2 separate regions of the Mus musculus genome follow, and region 2 is linked to region 1. A link is a contact called in public HiChIP or PLAC-seq data. All regions are on one chromosome and are shown on one strand. The core of a region is the stretch at or near the end of the contact, and the rest is flanking DNA. Distances in the headings are between cores, read along the strand shown.

Region 1 (4,808 bases), core at 1,830-4,329:
TTATCAATAACCTACACAAAGAAAGCAGTAACATTTTAAAATGTAGGTTTAAACTTTTATTTTCTAACTATTTTCATTGTTTGTTTTAGATGGTCAGATAATATATGCAATGAATAAAAACTAACTTATTGGTATAAGCCAAAACTAACTTTAAAGGAAAATAAGGACTAAGTCAAGAGAAAGGCCAGCATGAACTACTGAATTTCAGTACACTATATATATATATATATATATATATATACACACACACACACACATACATACATACATACAAACAAACAATAATGGCTAACAAACTAGAAGATCTCATCGTTATCATAACTTTAATAAGTATACTACTCATTATAACAAATGAATATTTTAATTTTCTTAAAATTATATAGTATTTTCTTAGTCCATGAGCTGATTATAGCACACAGATTTACCAGACTTGTTATTTCAAAATGTTTCTGTTGTAGTAACTAATTTAATACAAGTATTGGTTCAGAAACCTCTACATTTTTATTCAACTATCTACTGCCTATATTATCAAGAAAGCAAGCTTCTAGAGAGTGCAGATGAACAACTGCAATATATCTACATATTCTCAACAAGTAATGAGAAAGTCACTCCACTGAATCCTGGACTTCATTAATACTATCTTCTTGTCAGAGGAAACAAGGCAGAATATCCATAGTTAAGCAAGTAGTTTCCTTGGTTTATACCAAAAAACAGAAACCCCAGTTTAATCTGTAATTGAAATGACACAATTTTCAGATTCATAATGCAAAGTAAGGTTATTTTTGTCCAAAATTTGCTCAGTAATATTACTGAGGATAAAATTACTAAATTCTAGTAATATGATTAATAATATATTTGTATGAAATACATACTGCAAATATGTACTATAAAATTACATTAATTATATTACATAATTAATAAATTATATTAATATGCTATACTAATATAATTTTCTATAAAATTAAAATTAGATTTCCCCCCTTTTCTAAATTAGCAGCAATATTAAACTCTATATTCCTAACAATTACAATATGAATTCAGTCTTATTTCTTATGCTTACCTCATTGGTTAGTCTATTAAGATTCTCTTCCGCCCATTTTATACTCGACTTCATGCTCAAATTACTTGTTTTCAAGTATATGATCTGTTTCTGGACACAAATACATGCCATCTGCAGTCTAGCCATCTCCAGTCGTCGCTCCCTAAGGATTTCTTCATTATCACAAATAGACGGTGTTTGTATATCTAAAAGTTGAAAATTGTCTTCATTTGAACTTTCAACTACTTCGTGCATGCCCTGAAAGAATTGCTTTTTTGTGTATAAGGTTAATGCTGCTGTGCTCTGCTCTTCTTGGCTTATGTATTTTCCCAAGGGAAACTGAGATAAAAACACCATTGGATTTGTTCTTTCACTTAAATTAGAATTTCTGAAGAATATCATCAAATTATTAACTTCCTCAGTAAGACCCTGAAGTTCATTACTGAGCTTAGTATTCACAGAATTTAGGAATCCTTGCTTCTGTTTCAGCTTCTTAGTGGCCTCCTCTTGTTTAGCATTTAATGCCAGAAACCTGTAGCTAGTTTCAGAAACCATTAACTGGTATTTATTCCGTCGCTGAATTTTTGAGTTATTTAATTTCTGCAGAGTTTGAACCTCATCCTCTAATATCTGTATCTCTTTGTCATCCAGTTTGCATGTCTTCAAATCAAAAGTTTTACAGGTCCTAAGAACTTCATCCAATGCTGTTCCTTCTAGGATAGGCTTGCCTGATCGCTGGAGATCGCTGAAGGCTTCCAATTCTTTTTCAGACAATACATTCTGTTCATTCACATTCCCACAAAACCATTTCAAGAATGACTCATCTTCAACATCCTCAAAGAGCCAGTCAAAATCTTCTCCATTAAGAATATCAGCTTTGGGATAACCAATTTTTTTCAATGTTTCCACAAACTCATTTCCACAACTCATGGTTTAACTACTCCTGTTTTTAAATATTTGATATGAATCTATTTTTTTAAACTAAGTTCAAACAGAAAAAAACATATTTACGCTAAGTCCATAGAAGAAGGAAAAAAAATACAATCTATAATGTGTTTTCCTAGTGGGGGAAAGAACACAAGTATTAGACCATGAACAAGGCAAATGAATTTTAAATATACAGATCATTTTATCAGATGACATCAGGAGACTACTTAAGTTAAAAGCAGATGCACGTGCAATATCTGACAAAGACAAAGCAAAACAGAAGCAATCAGGGTGTTGCTTAGGACACTACAACAGTAATGAAGAATCTAATTAATGAAGATATAACAATAAAAAAAAACTGATTTTTTTTCCCAATGATGAAATTACTTAAAATAAATTACATTTTGTAAAATAGCTGTTTCCCCTGTAGTTTCTAGTTAGGAAAAAGAAATATGCCTACCTTTCTAAGGAAGAATCAACTAAATATTTACTTCAATCAGCGTTCCATCAGTCTCAAAGGACTCAATCTATAGATATAACCAGTCTAACGCAGAGAAAACCAGGACAAATTGACAAGTTTCAAAGTACCCATCAATCATCAAGTAAGAAGTTTTATTTCGAATAGAACACAATGAACCACGACTTGAACCAAACTTAGGTCAGTGACAATGGCAGGTCTTAAAATCACGATGTATTTGACACTCTGGTAGCAAACTCTCTGGGTTGGTTTTGGTTTGTTTCTGAGTATCCAGTTATGACACTTAAGAGCTCTAATAAAACACGCCCACAAAAGTACCAAATTGCTGTTTTTAAAAGCTGGGTAACAGATAAGTGTGTATTTCCGGTTTAACGTTTGCCTCGTATGATTGAGGCCTTGGGTTTTATCCGCAGTATCCGAAAAATAAAGCTACCAACCCCAGCCGGATGACCGGCCACGTACCTCCGCCCCCACCTCTGGCACAAAGCCTCAGCCTCCCCGCACACCCCGCGCCTGGGCCCAGCGACCTCTATCGATGCCTCAAGCAGGCTGTAGGAGGGTAGCGGCGGCCCCGCCAACCCCGAACTTACAAGACCCTTACCTCAGGAAAGCCGCAGTCACTGCTCTCTGCCAGCCTCCAACCGCGCGCGCCGCAGTGCCTCACGGGAGTGCCAGGACGCGCACGCGCAGATTACAACATCCGTAAAGTCAGCGCAGGCGGCGAGGTATCCCGGAGAAAGCGAAGGAGGACCCGCAGACCAACCCCCTTCAACGAGCCGGGGTAAAGTGATTGGCTTTCCTGACGGACGCACCGCCCCTTAGCCCCGCCTCTGGCCCGCCGTCCTTCCCGCTAGGCTCAAGAGGATTGGTTTTCTCACTATAGGCTCTGCCCTCGCTCCGCCCCACCCCGCCCCCGCTCGGGAGTTGGAGTCTGGGTCTCTTCCGGCTGCTTTGTTGCCTTGGCCATTTGGCCCTCTAGTTCAGTTAGGCCTCCTGTCCTAAGAATGGCTTGCGGTCTGTGACACCACTAGGGGACCGGAAGTTTGAGGCCGAACAGACCCCTTCTTCCCCCAACAGCTCTTACCACCACCACTGGTAGGGTGATCCAGCGTTGGTGCTAATAACAAGCAGCTGGGACCCTATCAGGTCTCTTGCAGGGTAGGATTGTTGGCTATAGAATCTTTTACAATGGTTATTTAACAAAAATCACTTAACTCCCAAGGCCTCGATGACTTCCAAGCAAAAGCTGACTCCCTCCAAGATCCCATCTTCAAAATGTCAAGGTGTAAAATACATCAGTTTTAGAATGCATTTAACTCAGAAGTACAGACATTCTGAGGATGCCCGCCGTCATTCAATGAAAGACAGAATGCTGAACTCAGATGCAAGCCTAGTTAATGTCCTATGGTCCCAGAAAACTGATCTTTGGAGTTACAGTTGGCATTGGTAACAACTTGTCTGTATGGGTCATAATCTGTTCATTTTTTTCTATCAGACAGCATTTGCAACTTAACCACTCTCTTGTAAGATGATATATAAATTCACAAGATCTGGGCTTTGATCATTAAAAAAATAGTATTCCCCTCTTCTAATCATAAATAGGGTGATGTATCAGACAAGGGTCTAGTCTAGTTGCTACTAGGTAGAATTCTTTCTGGATCTTTTTCCCTGGGCTTATTTGTTTTGTGAGACAAGGATTTGCTTCTCTACCCAGGCTGGGCTTCAACTCAAGATCCTACTTTAGCATCTCCAAGTGCTGGGGCCACAGGTATGAATCACCATGCCCAGATATTCATGTTTTCAAAGAGAGAAAAACTAATGTTCTAAGCAGATCATTTAAATTTGAGTTGAAGACATTTCCTATTAATTCTTATTTAACTTTTATCCTCCTTTTGAAGGTCAATAAAACCGGAAAGTAAATAAAAACAAACAGTACAGGGGAAAAGTTCTTAGAATGGTGCCTAATGTGGTTAGGACATCAGGGGACTGGCCCAAGAGGACCCCAGATGCCAAACTGGAGGTAGGGGCTCAGCAGGGAGCTGGCGTTGAGTGGGTTTTGGCCAGAGGAAGTGCAGGCAGTACTTTTGGGAAATTTTGCTGAGGCGGCAAAGACTGAGAGAAAAAGAGCCAAATGACACAAGATGAGGGGGTGGGAATGCAAGGCTGAGAGGATTTTTGGTGTTGTTTTGTTTTAAAGTGGGAGGAACTGGAGGATATTTATAGACTGTGCGGAAGAGCTCGGAGGAGATGGAATTAAAGATGCCAGAAAGACAAAGGGCTACTTTGCAGGCTGAGGTTCCCCCCAGGCACAGCCTGGGACCCATGAGACCTTCTAGAAAACCCACTGTTCTTAGTGACTCCTGG
Region 2 (5,369 bases), core at 38-2,537, 41 kb after region 1:
CAGTCCCTCCTCTACTGGATTGAGTGCAATAGTGCCCAATATGGAGACTGCCTCTAAGTGGCCACAGATGCCACAACTACTCTTGTGGTTCTGGTCTACTCACCAGGTCCTGAGGCCATCTGCCCTGCCCAGTTTCATCTGTCTATCAGCCTACAACACTGCTCACACCTTCAGGAGACACCTAGTCTCAGAGACAGAGTCAAGACCAGGATAGCACTCACCCCAGCTCTCAGAAGGCCCCCACTACTATGGTATGGGACTCTAACCTCCACATCACTACTTTTTAACTAAAGATGCAATATGTGTGTGTACACTAAAAATGTATGGAGATGAAAATAAACAAAAAGTGTGTTTACATATGTAATGCACACAATGTATATGTGTGTGCATGCAAGCACAGATACAATACACTCAGGCACACACACCAAACACACTACCACTCTTGTCATGCATGCCTGAGCTTCTGCTGCTTCTAAACGCTTCCTAGAAACTGTGCAGCAGCAAGTGGGTGAGCTTGGCTGAGGCCTTCCCTGGTCACACTGCAGTTTAAACAGCGGAAGCCTCTTCTGAAGCCTGCTGTCTGAGGATGGGCACCCTTCGACTGCATGTGATCTACGGTAGCCTTCTTTCCCTTGCTTACTTGTGAGTCTGTGCTCCCTCAGAAGCAAGAAGACTACACTGGAAATGGTCTTGCTTCACACGGATGGAACACCTGCTATATGTCTTGCTGAGAACTAAGAGCCAGGACTAGCTTGCAACCCTTCTCCAGAACAGCACAGGACATGGAGCACATACCATAAGGCTCAGTACTTCAGGCCTGGACTCTGCCAAGCCATATTCTCCAGGAGCCTCCTCCCAACACGGCACCTTCCCTACACCCACTGATACTCAGATGAGGATCTGAGGTTCCCTAAGGGAACCATCACATATGTGCCCTCTAAAGTGGGGACTGGACCACTACCAGCATACACTGGGGCTACGTTTGGGCAGAAGACAACAGGGCAGACACTGGGGAAAAGATGGAGGAAATAAGAACATTAACACTGAGACTCCAAGACTCAACAGTGCTAGGGCTAGCGACATCTGAAGGCCCATTGCCTTCCTGCCCACAGTGCTGCATTTCCACTTGGCCTTGAGCCAGGGCATTTCCCTAGATGAGGATTCTAAATCCTATCCAGATACACTGGAAATACAACAACATGCTACATGGGACTGGTTAAGAGATACTGTGAATGGTTCTAGCACATGGCCCAGCAGCTGAAATCAGTTAGAAGCCACTGCAGCTATCCACCACCAGGGGGAGCCATAGAAATGCCTGCCAGAAGGCAGCCACAGATCCCCACGCTAGTAAAGTGCCCCATTGGCTCAACAAAGGCAGTAACTGGAACTGTGCTAAAGGCCTGGTGTAAGGTGTGTCTGAGCTGCAGCCCAGAACTGTAAGCTTGTTTAAACAATGTGGGTTTTGGTTTTTGTTGTTTGGTGGTTTTTTTGTTTTTTTGTTTTTTGGGAGGTTTTTTTTTTTTTTTTTCTTTTGGTTTTTTCTTTGTCTGTTTTGTTTTTAATTTTTTTTAAATTTATTTTCTTTTAATTAAGTATTTCCTTCATTTACATTTCAAATGCTATCCCAAAATTCCCCCATACCCTCCCCCCACCCCCACTCCCACTTCTTGGCCCTGGCGTTCCCCAGTACTGAGGCATATAAAGTTTGCAAGACCAAGGGGCCTCTCTTCCCAATGATGGCCCACTAGGCCATCTTCTGCTACATATGCAGCTAGAGACACGAGCTCTGGGGGTACTGGGTAGTTCAAATTGTTGTTCTACCTATAGGGTTGCAGACCCCTTTAGCTCCTTGGGTACTTTCTCTAGCTCCTCCATTGGGGGCCCTGTGTTCCATCCAATAGCTGACTGTGAGCATCCACTTCTGTGTTTGCCAGGCCCCGGCTTTTTTTTTTTTTTTTTTTAAAGACAGGGTTTCTCTGTGAAGCCCTAGCTGTCATGGAACTCACTGTGTAGACCAGGCTGGGCTTGAACTCAAGAGATTACCTGACTCTGCCTCCCAAGTGAACTACCACCATCTGGCTGATATACACACACACACACACACACAGAGAACACAGGCTCTGCCTCCCAGGTCAGCAGGATGTATAGTAGGTGCCTGTGTTGGTAAAGATGGGCACACCTTGGAGCACGTATGTTGTGTATGTTGTGTATGCGTAGGTCAGTGTTTCTCTGGAAAGATTTTGACCTCTGTGATGCTGATTCTAGACCCTGGGGTAAAGTCTAAAGAAAAAAAAGAAAAAGAAACTGCCCAGGACTAACCTAAAACATAAATTGGAAATATGGTGTAAATAGACTATGTCCTGTGACACAATACCATTTCTATTAGAGTTGTGGGTTTGGCTGTTTTTTAAATTTTGTGTGTAAGGGTGTTTTGCTTGCATGTGTGTATTGCATGTTTGCTCGGGGCATCACAGATGATTTAAGAGGGCACTGGATCTAGAGTTACAAAGTTATGAGTTGTCATGTGGGTGCTGGGAACTACATCAAGGTCCTCTGGAAGGGCAGCCAGTGCTCTTAATCACGGAGCCATCTCTCCAACCCTAGAGTTGTGTTTAACAGGAACTTTGTGGAGAAATACTCACAGCATCAGTTTCACTATGAAGAATAATCAAAACTATTCATAAAATGTGGGAAATTTTTATTTACTTCTTTTAGTCTTTTTAGTGTTTCTAGAGTTTTTACAATGATCAGGGACCACACAGAGGGGAAAAAAAAGGGATTAGTGTAGTTTCTACAGCAAACATCCCTGCATGCTAAGGGTGAGAGATGGGTTTGAGTGGGTTTTGTCCTCTGACAAGCAGACAATGGAGTTGACAACAAAGAACGTTTTGAGTCAGGAAGCTAAGGTTAGGTGGGAGAAAACCAGCTTTCTAAAAATGTCAACTTTTCCCAAAAACATCAATCTCTGACCACTGAACAGATAGGAAAGAAGCTAGCGGAAAGGAAAGACCATTCCAGGAAAGAAAAGGAAAGAAGTTCCAGAACATTCACTCAGCAGGGTGAGGACATCCATGCTGACTACTCACAATGTCCCACCACCCTTGATGCTGGGGCTGGTGGACTCAGCCAAGGACAGAAGAGCACCCACAGAGGGGCTTCTCCAGCAGGGTCTACACTCTCAGCCGTAGGCCCCTCTGCTGCCAGCATGTGTTAGTCCCTTGGCAGGAATGACCCTTGGTCCTTGTGGAGTCCTTCTACTTGACTAGTAGTAATACACACTCCAGGGATGTGGAGGGCTCCAGCCTCAAATGCAGGTCTCTTGCCACAGCTCCCTGCTTTTCTTCCATTTTCACAGAGGTGGGACTCACACACGGGACAGAAACTTGTGAGCACAGGGCCTGCCACTGTTCATTACGCTTCCCATGTCACATATCACAGGAGATACAGAGGCACCTGCCAGATGATGGGTGAACCCCGTGATCAAATTGGAACAGCAGAGAAATGGATCCTGCTGCTTGAAAGAGTGAAGGTCACTATCCCTTCCATGGACACTGAGGCGAGGCAGACATTAGCATCTGTCTCCCAGATGTATAACTAGAGTTGAATCATAACCCACTTGTGATGAATAATCTTGGTTGTCAATTTGACTGCATACAGAAGGAAACTTTTTTTTTTTTGGTTCAAGACAGGGTTTCTCACAGAAGGTAACTGAAACCCAAGACGCTGGGCACTCCTGTGAGGAATTTTCTTAATCTGATTATTTGAGCAGGAAGACCCACCCTAAATCTGGGTCACATCTTCCAGTGCCAGCCCACAGAAAAGGACACAGAGGAAGAAACCTTTGCTTTTTGCCTGCCTGTCCTCACTCTCACTGGCAAGTTCATCTACCCTGTTGCTGCGGAACTCCTTCAGTGGTGATAGAAACAACTTCTCCAGGATTCCAACGCAGACTGAAGATCAGCTACTCCCCAGGAATCCTTCAGGACCATAGCACCAGATTAGGACTGCTGAAACAGCCAGCCTACAGACTGGACAACTACCAGTTCTCAGCCTTACCAGCATGAGACTTTGCAGTACCCAGACTAGGTCCTATATAGATAGATCCCAATCTAGTACAGGGATATATATATATATATATATATATATATATATATATATATATATATATATACACACACATACATACATATATATATAATTTTAAAACATATTAAGAATTGAAATTCAAATACTTATAATGTATATATCTGATATACATACATACATATGTATACATACACACACATACACACGCACACATACACACCCTATCTTGCTCTTTCAGAGAATCCTAATATACCACCCTGTGCATGAGACGACATGTGTCATAAAAAAGCTCTGTCACACTGCTGTTACACTAACCAGACCTCCTGACGTCTCATTCCACATTTCAGCAAATGTTCTGCCTGTGTGTGACTGGCCTCTTCCTTCTGTTTGAAAACACTCTGCTGGTCACCTCCTTGCAGGACCTGAAAGGTCTGCCACATCCACCTGGTTCCCCGGTGGGCTCCAGCACTTGGCTTGGCCCCCGAGGGATGTGCCCATGACACAGAACACTCGCCAGTACTCCTACGATGGTTCTGTCAGTGTTGGGTCAGGAGTGATAGGTAGTTGTAGGCAGACCTCTTCCAGCTCTCTAAAGCACAGTGCTGGGCTGACATGCCTCTGTCTGAGGTCCTGGCCCCTTGCCAAGTGCTTCCTCTTCAGACCCTTTGCATATTCTATACCGACTTCCAGGAAGGTGGGAGGTCTTCTGGGCCACCAGGTAGGTTGTCTCGCCTTTTCGTAGCTGAGTGTCGAGTGTGTACTGAACTGGACTGGGTTTAAATGTAGAGGCATGGATGAAGGGCCCTTCCCAGGGCAGAAGTTTCCAGATGGTAGATGTCTTCTGCTGTTTCCTGAACAAATAAGAAACAGAAAAGATTAAAAAAAAAAAGAAGAAGAAAAGAAAAGAAAAAGAAAAAAAGAAAATCCCACACCTCCCCCTGTCAAGGAATTTACAGGATTCTTGAGTCAGCCTTGTAGAAAAATAATTCACTCACCAGTAACAGAGCAGGAGGTGTCTAGGTAGCCATCAGCAGTCTGAGAAGTTAATTCATTCCATGGCTACGAAGCTGGGGCTGCCTCCAAGAAAAGGCTTTATGGAAGCAGAGAGACATCTGCACCAGCTGGCCTCAGCAGCACCATCTACAACAGCGGGAGTGTGGATGGGGGCCTGAGCGAGTGCACACTGGCCCAACCATGTCTGGGCTCGACTTTTCAGTAAAGGAAAGTGGGGACATCTCCAAAAAGCTCTGGTAAGGTTTTGGCTAGAGGTCAGGGGGCAAGGT

Evidence for each region. HiChIP or PLAC-seq counts read pairs in DNA pulled down with a chosen protein or histone mark.
Region 2: a contact with region 1 is called in an H3K4me3 HiChIP or PLAC-seq map of the SCID.adh cell line, with 23 read pairs. The contact joins the enhancer-like site here to the promoter of Haus3 in region 1. A contact is called at or near these places in 1 of 39 promoter capture datasets (macrophages), 1 of 15 datasets of contacts at CTCF or cohesin (CD8 T cells), 19 of 484 Hi-C or Micro-C datasets (CD4 T cells, CD8 T cells, CD8 central memory T cells and 12 more), 7 of 115 datasets of contacts at active chromatin or transcription factors (CD8 T cells, the HPC-7 cell line, the SCID.adh cell line and 3 more) and 3 of 9 other capture datasets (adipose tissue, liver and pancreatic islet).

What each region holds. Positions count from the first base shown.
Region 1 is chr5:34,166,345-34,171,152 of GRCm38.p6, forward strand. It overlaps Haus3 (HAUS augmin-like complex, subunit 3), which reads right to left and starts at 3,080. Exons shown (of 5, transcript NM_146159.1): 1 at 3,046-3,080; 2 at 1,061-2,099; 3 at 1-11. The coding sequence starts at 1,969. It overlaps Poln (DNA polymerase N), which reads right to left and starts at 3,182. Exons shown (of 25, transcript NM_181857.4): 1 at 3,046-3,182.
Region 2 is chr5:34,209,129-34,214,497 of GRCm38.p6, forward strand. All of the region lies in intron 8 of Zfyve28 (zinc finger, FYVE domain containing 28), which reads right to left. Among named protein-coding and RNA genes, the nearest start is that of Mxd4, 24 kb to the left of the region's middle. Within about 2 kb of position 1,288, at least 40 of the 459 cell types and tissues checked have an H3K27ac peak or open chromatin away from gene starts, as enhancers often do. A contact at or near this core is called in CD8 central memory T cells, the SCID.adh cell line, Sertoli cells and 2 more, where this site is marked.